Regions from separate parts of the Sus scrofa genome. Here region 2 is linked to region 1. Evidence: chromatin contacts called from public Hi-C data. All regions are on one chromosome and are shown on one strand. The core of a region is the stretch at or near the end of the contact, and the rest is flanking DNA. Distances in the headings are between cores, read along the strand shown.

Region 1 (5,545 bases), core at 509-3,008:
AGCAATCTGCTCTATTAATTTAAAAAAATTAGACCTAAATAATGATAGATAATTAGGTTTTAATTTAAGTTTGACTATTCAGAACGAAACCTCTGACTTCCTGCTGAGTACCATTTGGATGTCTCAGAGAGACTAAATGAAATGTGTTCAACATGAAAGTCCTTATTTTTATCCCTAGACTCATTTCTATATCTCTGTTTCAGTGGCTGAAACCACTAGCCACTTCATTGCCCAAACTAGAAATTTATGAACCTTTATTGCTCCCTCTCCTCACCCTTAGATATTTTATTAATAAGTAAATGGTATTGATCCTACCTGTAAAGACTTCTCACTGTCTTTTTCCTGTTATTATTGCCACAAGTCTGGATCATCTTTATTTCTTCACTGAATTACTGCAGTAATTCTTATTTTTTCTCTTATTTCCCTTTTTGTCCCTTTCCAATCCATTATTCATCTTGTAGCTACAGTATTCTTTCTTAACATGCAGTTGATTACATTGCCTTTATTAAAAGTCCCATTATCTTGTCTGTTTAGTGTTTTAATTCTGTATCTTCTTGCATTTACTTCTCTTTAGTGTTCTTTCTTTACCTTTTCTCCCCCCATACATTTCATGTTAGTCCATCTAAGCTTTTTTCTCTCAGGTATACCATGCTTTCTGTCATCTCCAGGCTTGTTTACAGATGTTTCCCTTGAGTACTTTCTTCTGGGTTCTTCAGCTGCTTTGCACCCACCCTTTTGCATTTCATCCCTGACCTGTTTCTTTGCGTCATTAATTCCTTCCCATTCTTCTAGTTTCAGCTTTAGGACTTCTTTTAGGAGCTATTTCCTGAATTCTTTCTCTTCCACTCTCACAAAAGGTTTCATCTTGGTGCCTTGCTTAGGTGCTGCCAAAACATCGTCTTTCTTTCTTATATGCTTATCATATTGGATTGTACTTGTCTATTTAATTGTGTATCTTCCTTGTGGTTTATGTGTCATAACAGCAAAGACCATGGTTTTCTGCTTGATGTATAATGCTTGGTGGGCATTAAATAAATGTTTGCTAAATGAAAGAATGAGTAAAACATAAAAACATACAGTAAAGTAGCTGCTTTGGTAATACCTTTGCTTTGCTGTTTATTCCTTCTCCCTCCTTTTTTGGTGCATGTGATATGCTAACACTTAATTTCCATGAATCATTATATATGTAGTATAACTTGGGATTCATACTCATTTCAGTCCATTATTATATTTTTCAGGCTGGCTTATTTATTGACAAAGGTGTCAAAACAACCAATGCTAGTGCTGCTGACCCAAGGGAATACCTCTGTTTGGATAACAGTGCAAGGTAGAACCAGTCCTTTTAAATCACACTCAAGCCATATCTTGCCAAACTGAAGCTTTCTGAGTTAAGCCATTGTACACTTTTTTCCCACTAACACATTTAAACAGAAGTTTTCCAAGTTTGTAGGAGGGTTATAGGAAAACATTTATTTTGCTATTCTAGATCCTGTGGATGTCTTATTGAGATGCCAAAGAAATGGATGCTTTTCTCCTTTTTGACAGTTAAATCGATGTTAGAAAGAGACTTAAGGAAAAAGAATAGAGATATGTTGAGAAAGGATCCAAATTTGGCCTAAAGTAGAATATGATTCATTGAAAAACAAGCTAAGATGTTTTAATATAATCTCTGAAAACCAAAGGATATGTAATTTATTGTTAGTGGTCAAAGTGGAACATTGTATTAAATCTATTTCAAAGAGGAATGTCTCAAACTTGATGATCAAGCTAGTTCTGGTTCAGTTGTTCATAGTCTCAGATTCCTATCATAGTTGGGCTCTGTGTTACTTTCCTTCGTAACCACAAAATGCGTTTGGGATATGGATCAGCATTTCAACAAAGGTTTTTTTTTTTTTTTTTTTTTTTTTTTTTTAATATGCTGTATATGAGCCAAAATAAATTAAATGTCTCCAATGGAAACACAGTTCTCTGGAAAAGATGGAAACTTAAGGTCACATTCAGTAGAAACTCCGTACCTGTTATTTCTTTATACTTCAAGTTGATTGACCAACTTAAGGATTTGGAAGGGTGCTAGATTTAATAGGCTCTGTTGACAGTCATTTAAGAAAAGGATACCAGGCATTATAATGTTCACAGGGGAATGAAATAGGAGCCGCACTGTAGGTCAGTGAAGTGGGATCCTTGTGACACAGTAAAAAGACATGAGGTCAGGAGAAAACTGGGAATATAAGTTAGTAAAATTACTCATTAAAGATCAGGTGGAGCCTGAAATATTGTAAAGCAATGATCAGATACCTTTTGAGAAGTGGAGAAATTATGAACTAAGAAGAGAATGTTAATTGACAAAGCAAATAAATCTTTGTTAGAAGATTGCTGCTGCTTTTTAAGAATTTACTGTAACTGATAGAACTAATAATATATACTTTGCTAAGTTAGTATTAACAGAAAAAAGAAGTCCTTAAACAGCCCAATTGACTCTTAACTGCCTTAAAAATTTATAACTGAGGGAGTTCGCATCGTGGTGCAATGGTTAACAAATCCGACTAGGAACCATGAGGTTGCGTGTTCGGTCCCTGGCCTTGCTCAGTGGGTTGAGGATCCAGTGTTGCTGTGAGGTGTGGTGTAGGTCGCAGACTGGCTTAGATTCCCGAGTTGCTGTGGCTCTGGCATAGGCTGGCATCTATAGCTCCGATTAGACCCCTAGCCTGGGAACCTCCATATGCTGAGGGAGTGGCCTTAAAAAAGGCAAAAAAAAAAAAAAAAGACAAAAAGAAAAATTATAACTGTGTGTATGTATGGATGGATGAGAAAATATATTTCAGAATCTATTGGTAGTTTAATTATACTTAACAATAAAACAATGGCCTAAGAAGTTCTTTACCACGTGTGTATATATTGTGATAATGGTAATCTTTCCTCTGCTCTCCATTACTTTTCTTACTAGTTTATAAATGCATACATGTTGGTGAGGAATTCAACTCCATTTGGAAGTTGTTATTGAACTGATTGTAGAAGACGAGTAACAAGGCACTTGGCAGCTAGTATATGCATTTAATTTTGTATAAACTGATGTATAGAGTATGCCCACATGCATTCATTCAGTCCAGACATGAGTAAAAGTGATAAAACTCAAACACAAATGAGTAATAAGCCAGCCTGTGAATTAGACATCAGGCTCATGGGATCCAGAAGATATTTAGTCTGTCCATCAGAGAAGTTGACTCAGTAGTTAATCAGTTGAGCCATTCCTTGTGTCTTCAAGTTGTGAAATCACAGGAATCCAAAGATGGGATATTTTAAGTCCAGAAAGCTCTCAGTTTCAGATTGGGAAATTTCGTGTAAAATAGTATAATAGGAGTTCCTGTCATAGCTCAGTGGTAACGAACCTGAGTAATATCCATGAGGATGTAGGTTTGATCCCTGGCTTGGCTCAGTGGGTTAAGGATCCGGTGTTGCTTGAGCTATGGTGTTGGTCATAGATGCGGTTTGGATCCAGCATTGCTGGGGCTGTGGCATAGGCCAGCAGCTGTAGCTCTGATTTGACCTCTAGCCTGGGAACTTCCATATGCTGCATGTGTGGCTTTAAAAAGCAAAATAAATGAAATGAAATGAAATAGTAAAAGAGCATGAGAACCCACTAGAAAATTTAAAGCCTATACTGTAAAGCAGAGAATAATTAAGGGAGAGTTGGGAAATGTGCTGAAAGCTCATAAAGGAAGGTGATGGAAAATTAGGAAAAATCAGCTACATTTTCTACATACCAAATGGGAAAGAGGATGAAAATAAAGGGTATCCAAGCAAGTGGTCAGTGATTGATTTATACAGATAGGAATTTCAGCAAAAATGAGATGACTTCAGTAGAAATTCAGATGTTGTTTTATTGTACCTTTTTTTCTTTTTTTTTTGGCTTTCTTTTAGAACATTATGTAGTTCCCTTTCCAGAACTCTTCCATCTGCTTGATATTATATAATGACTGCAAAGCTCTTTGGCAGCAACTATAATGCCAAAAGGGTGGGTGATGGCTCAGAGTCAGACTTTTTACCCTTTAGGTCAGAGCCATTTCGTGTAAGGGGTCATATATACATTCTCAGGGTGGATATAATACTTTTTAGTTTAGTCTCTCTACAGTCTGGTTCTCTATAATCCTTTCACCAAGCAGCAGCAGCCAGTGACCAGTTAAAAGTAAAATCCGGTTATGTTATTGCCCTGATTCTATCATTCTGATGACTTTCTATCACATTTATTTACCCACCTACTTTATTGAGGTATGACTGACATGTAAAAAACTGTGCATATATAATGTGTAGAACTTGATGAGTTTGAAGATAAGTACACACCCAAGAAACCATCAGGGTCATAGACTTATCCATCACCTTTCCAGGTTACCTTCTACCTCCTTTATGGTCATTTTTTTAAGATTTTTAAAAATTTGAAATAAATTTTTTTTTTTTTTATCTTTTTGTCTTTTTAGGGCCACACTCGTGGCATATGGAGGTTTCCAAGCTAGGGGTCTAATCAGAGCTGTAGCCGCTGGCCTACGCCAGAGCCACAGCAATGCAGGATCAGAGCCATGAGCCATGTCTGGGACCTACACCATAGCTCACAGCAGCGCCGAATCCTTAACCCACTGATTGAGGCCAGGAATCGAACCTGCAACCTCATGGTTCCTAGTCAGATTCGCTAACCATCGAGCCACAATGGGAACTGCTAAAATTAATTTTTTAAGGCAAAGTTCACTTACAATAAGATATACTCTAAGCAGATTTTAAATATGCAATATAGTATTTTTAGCCGTAGATACTATAGTGTAGAGTAGACCTCTATAATCGATTTATCTTACGTTACTAAAGTTTCTATCACCTCCCCATTTCCTCCTCCCTCCAGCCCCTGGCAACCACTTTTCCCAATGCATTTAAAATAAAGAACCACACCTTTGCCTGGCACATGCCTTCCTTTCCATTCTTTCCCTCTTGCTTCTTACTCACCAGCCAGTCTGCTTGTTGTTCCTTGAACGTGCCGAGTTCATTGATGCCTAAGGATTTTTGCACTTGCCATTTTCTGTGTGTAGCTGGTCTCCCATCATACACGTTTGATGAGCACCTACCATGTGCCAGCAACTTTTATAGTAGCATTTGTGCAAATGTTTCCTGATCATATGATTAAGATCTCAACCTGAGGATTTGGTTTTATTTAAAGCTACCTAGCTTCCCCCACCCCAGCTTTGTAAGACTAAGATGGAAATGATTTTTTAAAATTAGGTGGCCTTGGAATTCTTCTCTTGGTGCAGTGGGTTAAGAATCCACCATTGTCACTGTAGCGGCTCAGGTTGCTCCTATGGCGAAGGTTCACTCTCTGGTCTGGCAACTTCCACATGAAGTGATCGTGGCCAAAATAAATAAATAAATAAAGCTAGGGGACCTTATGGAACCATTTGAGTTGTTATAGTTAACAGTTGGGAGAGGGGGTTGGCTGCGCCTGCGGCATGCAGAATCTCCTGGGCCAGAGATTGAATCTGAGCCACAGCAGTGACAATGCTGAATCCTT
Region 2 (5,842 bases), core at 2,750-5,249, 45 kb before region 1:
AACTCCTTTGTCACCTACTCAGCATGCTGTATCACTGAACAACTGTGCTAAATCCTGAGGATTTAAAAATGAATAAAGTTCCATCTTGAATCTCTGAATCTTCAGGTCCCCAGTTTACCAGCTGTGAGGAAACAGGCAGGATGGGACTGGCTGGGGGCAAGACCTGTTTGATAATCACAGTGCAATATGGTAATGGTTGTAGCAGATGTCTGTGCAGAGCCATTGGAACTGAGGGGAGGCCCTGACTTGTGACCTTAGAATATTCACAGAAAGGGTGATATTTGACATGGTTCTTAGGAGATGGAAAGGACAGTGGCAAATGTGATAAAGGGCTGAGACTACCAGGTTATAGGATGGGAGAATGGGCACTTAAGACAGATGGGGAAAGGGAAACATATACAGAGCAAGAGAAGTTTGCAAGAATAACATGTATTTGGAGTCTAGCTGCTTTTTCCCACCATTAAAAAGAAAGTTCTAGGAGTTCCTGTTGTGGCTCAGCAGGTTAAGAACCTGACATAGTGTCCCTGAGGATGCAGGTTTGATCCCTGGCATTGCTCAGTGGGTTAAGGAGCCAGTGTTGCTGCCACCTGCAGTGTAGTTTGCACATGTGGCTTGGATCTGGCATTCCTATGGCTGTGTTCTAGGCCAGCAGCTGCAGCTCTGATTTGACCCCTAGCCCAGGAACTTCCATATGCTGCAGGTGTGGCTATAAAAGAAAAAGGAAGAAGGGCAGGAAGGAAGTTAGTTCTAGTTTCCTTTAGCTAATGCTCATAGTATGTATCTCATGGGTTTCACCTACAACCTGGATCCCAAGAGCACAGTGTTTCCTATCCCCCGGTTGCGAGTGTTACCTTGTATAAGATTCCAATTTAGCAAATCATGGAGGGCTAAAGAAGAGATACCCGAGGCACCCTTAATTCAATTTGCTGAGTACTCATGAGGTGTGCAGCCAAGCACCTTAGAGCGTTGCCATATTTAATTCTCTTTGGGCTAGGTATTCTTATTATCTTATTTTTAATTAATTAATTATTTATTTATTTGCTGTGTCCATGGCATGTGGAAGTTCCCAGGCCAGGGATCAAACCCACACCACAGAAGTGAGCCAAGTTGCTGCAGTGGCAACGCCAGATCCTCAACCCACTGCACCACAAGAGAACTCCTGTTATTCCTATTTTTAAATGAAGAAACTGAGGCATAGAGGCATCTTGTTTAAAGTTATATAGCAAGTGAGCTATGCGCCTTGCTTCTAATCCAGGCAGTCTGACCAAAGGGCTTCAAGTCTTAATCAGTGTGCTGTCCTGCCTCAAGATTGTGAGCACTGGCGTTCCCGTTGTGGCTTAGTGGTTAATGAATCCGACTAGGAACCATGAGGTTGTGGGTTCGATCCCTGGCCTTGCTCTGTGGGTTAGGGATCAGTGTTGCCGTGAGCTGCGGTGTAGGTTGCAGACGTGGCTCAGATCCTGCATTACTGTGGCTCTGGCTGTAGGCTGGCATCTACAGCTCCGATTTACCCCTAGCCTGGGACCCTCCATATGCCACGGGAGCGGCCCAAGAAATGGCAAAAAGACAAAAAAAAAAAAAAAAAAGATCATGAGCACTGCTACCACCAGGAATCAATAAACATCATATGAGCATCCTGTTTATCCTGGGGCTTTCCCTCTTTCTATGGATAGGACAGCACAATGGTGAAGTTGTCACATCCCGTGTAAGCGGGTGATATGGAGTTCACCAGACAGATCTGCCTTCAAGGGAAGATATGCTGCCCAGCTCTGAATGCTGTTGACAGCTGACCCTCTCAGGGATTGCTTTAGCAGCTGAGTCATCTTCCCAAGATCGTGCCACTTCCCAGGATGTACCATGTCCAATGACTGATTCAGAAGGCTATATAAAGTCCCAGATGTGTAGGCCCAATACCTCTCATGGGTCATGCTAGCTGCAGAGCCTCTAGGGGAAGTCAGCCGAGGCTGTTGTTGGGTTTACACTGAAGTTCAATTTCTCCCTATGTTCCATCCTGCTTCCTGTACCTCCCTCCACAGGCGTTTCTTAATGACCATCTCTGCACTCTGTCTCAGAGCCTGCTTCCCTGGGAACCCAATCAGTGACAACCTCAGTTCCATTTGGTGACCTCTCACTTTGTTTTTTCTCCTTTGTCACTTCCTTTCACGTTAGTTTCCAAAAACCATCTGCCTCTTTTTTTTTTTTTAAAGGATCTTTGATTCTTCATGTTCTAGATAAATATCTAAGAACAAAAGTTTATACAATTCTCAAAGGCAGGTAACACAAAGATTCAATCTCCCTCCCCACCCCTTTTCTGTTAATAGACTTTGTTTAGAGCAGTATTAGTTTCGCAAACAAAAAGCAGAAGGTACAGAGAGTTCCCCTACATTCCCTGCCCTCCCCTTACATGTGAAGCCTTCCCTACTATCAATTTCCATTTTCTTTGGTTTTGGCAATAGATATGGGTTATGGAAGGAAGTCCTCTTTAAAACCAAAACTTTCATTAAAATAGTTTATGTGAAATTTTAATTGTTCTTTTTGATGTTTGAATTGTTGGCAGACTTAATTCCAACAGGCTCCTGTGTGAACTTGACAGGCTCCTTAAACTTCCTCAGTCCCAGTGTCCTCATCTCTAAAATTGGAATAGTAATTTTTGGAAGGGTTATATGAAATGTCTCAACTCTAAGCAAAGTGCCTGACACATAATAAAGATTCAGAAAATGGGCATTTTAACATAAAGTTGGCACCGCACAAACCACAGGATATATTTGTTTCCTGTGGCTGCTGTAACACATTACCCCAAACTTGGTGACTTAAGACAACATAAATTTACTCTCTCAGGCTCCTGGAAGCCAGAAGTCTGAAATCAAGGTGTAAGCAGGACTCTCTCCCTGTGGAAGCTCTAGGGCAAAAATCCTTCTTTGCCTCTTCCAGCTTCTGGTGGCTTCTGGCATTCCTTGATTTGGGACTACATCACTCCAATCCCTGCCTTCATGGTCACATTGCCTTTTCCTCCCTGCCTTCCTTATTAGGATACACGAGACTACAGCTAGGGCCACTCTGAGGACCCGGGGTAATCTCAACTCAAATCTTTAATCTGCAAAGATCCTTTTTCTGTATAAGGGGACATTTCTAGGTTCTAGTGCTTAGGCTATGGCATCTTTGGGGGGCTAATTTTTAGCCTACCACATAGGATGGCACAGTTCCTGCCCTATCTTTACAAGGCATGATCCTGGACATTTCGCCTTAAGACTACTAAGTAGTCCTTTGTTCTCCCCAGTTTATAATTCAAAACCATCGGGTTTATTTTAAGAAACTTCCTTCCTCTCCCAGAAGGGACAGTGACTCCCAGAGTTGGGTGGTTTCATTAAGGTCTCAGCACTAGACCGAATTGCTATTTTAGAGGCATTTTCCCCTCAAGGTTTTATTTAATTCCAAGATGCACTCTAGCATTATTTCTCAAACTTTCATATTCCCCGCACCTCTTAATCCAGTACGTGGTGGAGGTGTGTGAATCCAAAATTTTCGAAGTGCTCCAGGGGAATTTTATCAGCAGAGATTTAGAAACATATATTAGAATAAAATCCAGAACCCAAACCCTCGAAATAGGGAATTCCCCTTCCCGCCTGCTGGGTGTACCATGGTTACATGACTGAGTTTTTATTAAAAGGATGGAGAATCTGCACAGTATTCACTGAAAGAGTTCCCTAGCGGGAAAACTTTCAATTCCGAATTAAGTGGTAGATGACGACAGCCTGGATTTGGCAGTCCTGCTGCTGTCACTAGCCTGGAACCTCATGGGTCTGACTGATCAAGTCCCGGCCGCGCCCTCAGCGGGAATCAAGACTTGCCTGGGTGAGTGCAACTCCAGTTGTGACGGCGGCCCGGGCTGTTTAATTCCAAGATTGTAGCCCCGGCGGCTCAGGCATCCTTAGGTCCCTCGGTGTTGGGGCGGGCCAGGGAGTGGCTTTCAGCGCCACTCCTTCAAGTGGCAGCCACTCCAGAGTGGCGCGGTAGGGGGCGTGGGGAGACGTAGGCATATTTATTCTGGTGTGAGAGTGGGATGCCGGGACCGCTCTACGTTGCGGTCCCGAGTCCGAGAGCAAGCTAAGTGCAGAAGAGGCCAAGAAACTAGCGCCTGTGACTGGCCAGGTGGGGGCAGCCGTGATGCAGTGGCCGAACTCAGAAATTTTTCACGAGTTGTGGAAGTCCCTTTGGGGATGCTGGTGGGGAGCTTGGCTCAGCCAGGAGCGATGAAGGGGCATGTCCAGTTCAGCCTTCAGATGTGGGCTCAGCCGGGAGGTGATGGGGTTGTAATGCCTACCTCAGCCTTAGAATGATGGGCGGCGAAATGTCAGGGTCAGCTGTGAGTGTTGGGGTGCAGTGTCACGCTCAGCCGGGAGGTGATGGAGGTGTACAGTCAAGCTCAGCTGAGAAGCTGAGGTTCAGGGCTCAGCTGGGAGGTGATGGGTGCGAAGGATCCGCCTGAACTCCGGAGGTAATGGAAGCGCAGGCTCACGTTCCGTCAGGCCGGGTACGCGCTGCGGGATACCTCTAGCAGCTGCAGTCACTGCGAGGCTCGTTCGTTGGGGGGCTTGCTTTGGCAGCTGTGCGGTCTGGTGCTGTTCCTGGGCGCCACAGCGAGAGGCGCTGAGCCCTAGTGTCTGCTTCTGGCGCAGAGCTCTAGCAGCGGGAGGAGCCTTGCGCGGCCACCGCCTCCTCCGGCCGCAGTCTCCTCCTCTCCCTCCGCCTTCTTCGTCTCCCCCGCCCGCCCGGCCAATCCCCAGCCTTCGGCCCTGCCGAGCCGGGCCGCTTGTCTGGCTGGCGGAGGCTGAGCGCGACCCTAGCGAGCCGCGGCGCCCGCCGACCAGAGACAAGCGCGACTCCCGGGGACCCAGTTCTGACCCGTGCTGCCGCCCCTTCCCCATTGTCGCGGGGACGCTCTGGCCCTGCTGCTCGGGCCACGATTCTCCTCCTCTTCCTTCCCGAGGGGACGGAAAGGAGAAACAGCAGCTGCTCGGGGAAGAGCCCGAGCCGAGGCCCTTACCCCCGCGGCTCCGGGCTGAAGGAGGAGGAGGCGGAGGCAGAGGGAAGTGCGCGTCATTCCCGGGAGGAGAGGGTTTCACCTCCAGGCAGAGACTGCGGCTGCCAGTTGCGTAAAAGCAGCAGCGGCATCCGCGGCGGCGGCGGCGGGCGACGGTGCTGGAAGGGCTCTCTGGCCATGGAGAGAAGATCCGGACTTGGGGACGCCAGGAGCTCAGCTCCGTCGCTTTGGACTGCTGTGTAGGCACCTGAATTAGCCGACGCTAAGCGGGGGAGGGGAAGGTAAGAAGCAATGGGGTCACTGGCTAACCCCACTCCCCGCCCCCCGCTTCCCTGGCAGCCGCTGGGGGCCACTGCGAGGACGCGCACCGTGGTCCTCCGCACCTTCCCGGCTTTCCGGCTCCTGGCAGTCAGGCATTTGGGCATTCCTACAGAAACGGCAAACTTCCTCCTGCCCCACACAGCACCCTCCTGCGCTCCCCCCGCGGGTCGCCTTCCCCTCTTTGGATTAGGAGTAACAAAACTCCTCCGGAGTAAGTCCTCTCCATAAGAAAGGGTCTCTGGGAACCAAGTCTTGATTTCTTTCTCTCCCTCTCTCTTTTCATTACTTTTACGGGGATGGAAACAATGGACCTTTGAAAGTCGGTGTGAACAGCCTTAAACTTTCTGGAGAGGGTTAGCTTGGGGGAATAAACCCCACAGGAAGCCAACTACAGTGAAAAGTTGGTGGAATGTGCATTGCATAGTTTTGGCCTCAGTGCGCGCGCGCCTATGCCTTTGGGGTGATCTTTGTCTCTATTCC

The links. A called contact is a pair of places that touch in the nucleus more often than the background predicts.
Region 2: a Hi-C map of embryonic fibroblasts shows a contact between it and region 1, with 2.4 times the contacts expected there. The contact joins the promoter of TMEM2 here to the enhancer-like site in region 1. A contact is called at or near these places in 1 of 5 promoter capture datasets (liver), 8 of 47 Hi-C or Micro-C datasets (adipocytes, embryonic fibroblasts, fibroblasts and 3 more) and 1 of 2 datasets of contacts at active chromatin or transcription factors (skeletal muscle).

The regions. Positions count from the first base shown.
Region 1 is chr1:224,993,579-224,999,123 of Sscrofa11.1, reverse strand. It overlaps TMEM2 (transmembrane protein 2), which reads left to right. Exons shown (of 24, transcript XM_021064792.1): 12 at 1,239-1,327. Among named protein-coding and RNA genes, the nearest start is that of TMEM2, 46 kb to the left of the region's middle. Within about 2 kb of position 1,758, at least 2 of the 83 cell types and tissues checked have an H3K27ac peak or open chromatin away from gene starts, as enhancers often do. A contact at or near this core is called in embryonic fibroblasts, where this site is marked.
Region 2 is chr1:225,040,535-225,046,376 of Sscrofa11.1, reverse strand. TMEM2 (transmembrane protein 2) reads left to right here and starts at 3,999. Exons shown (of 24, transcript XM_021064792.1): 1 at 3,999-4,149.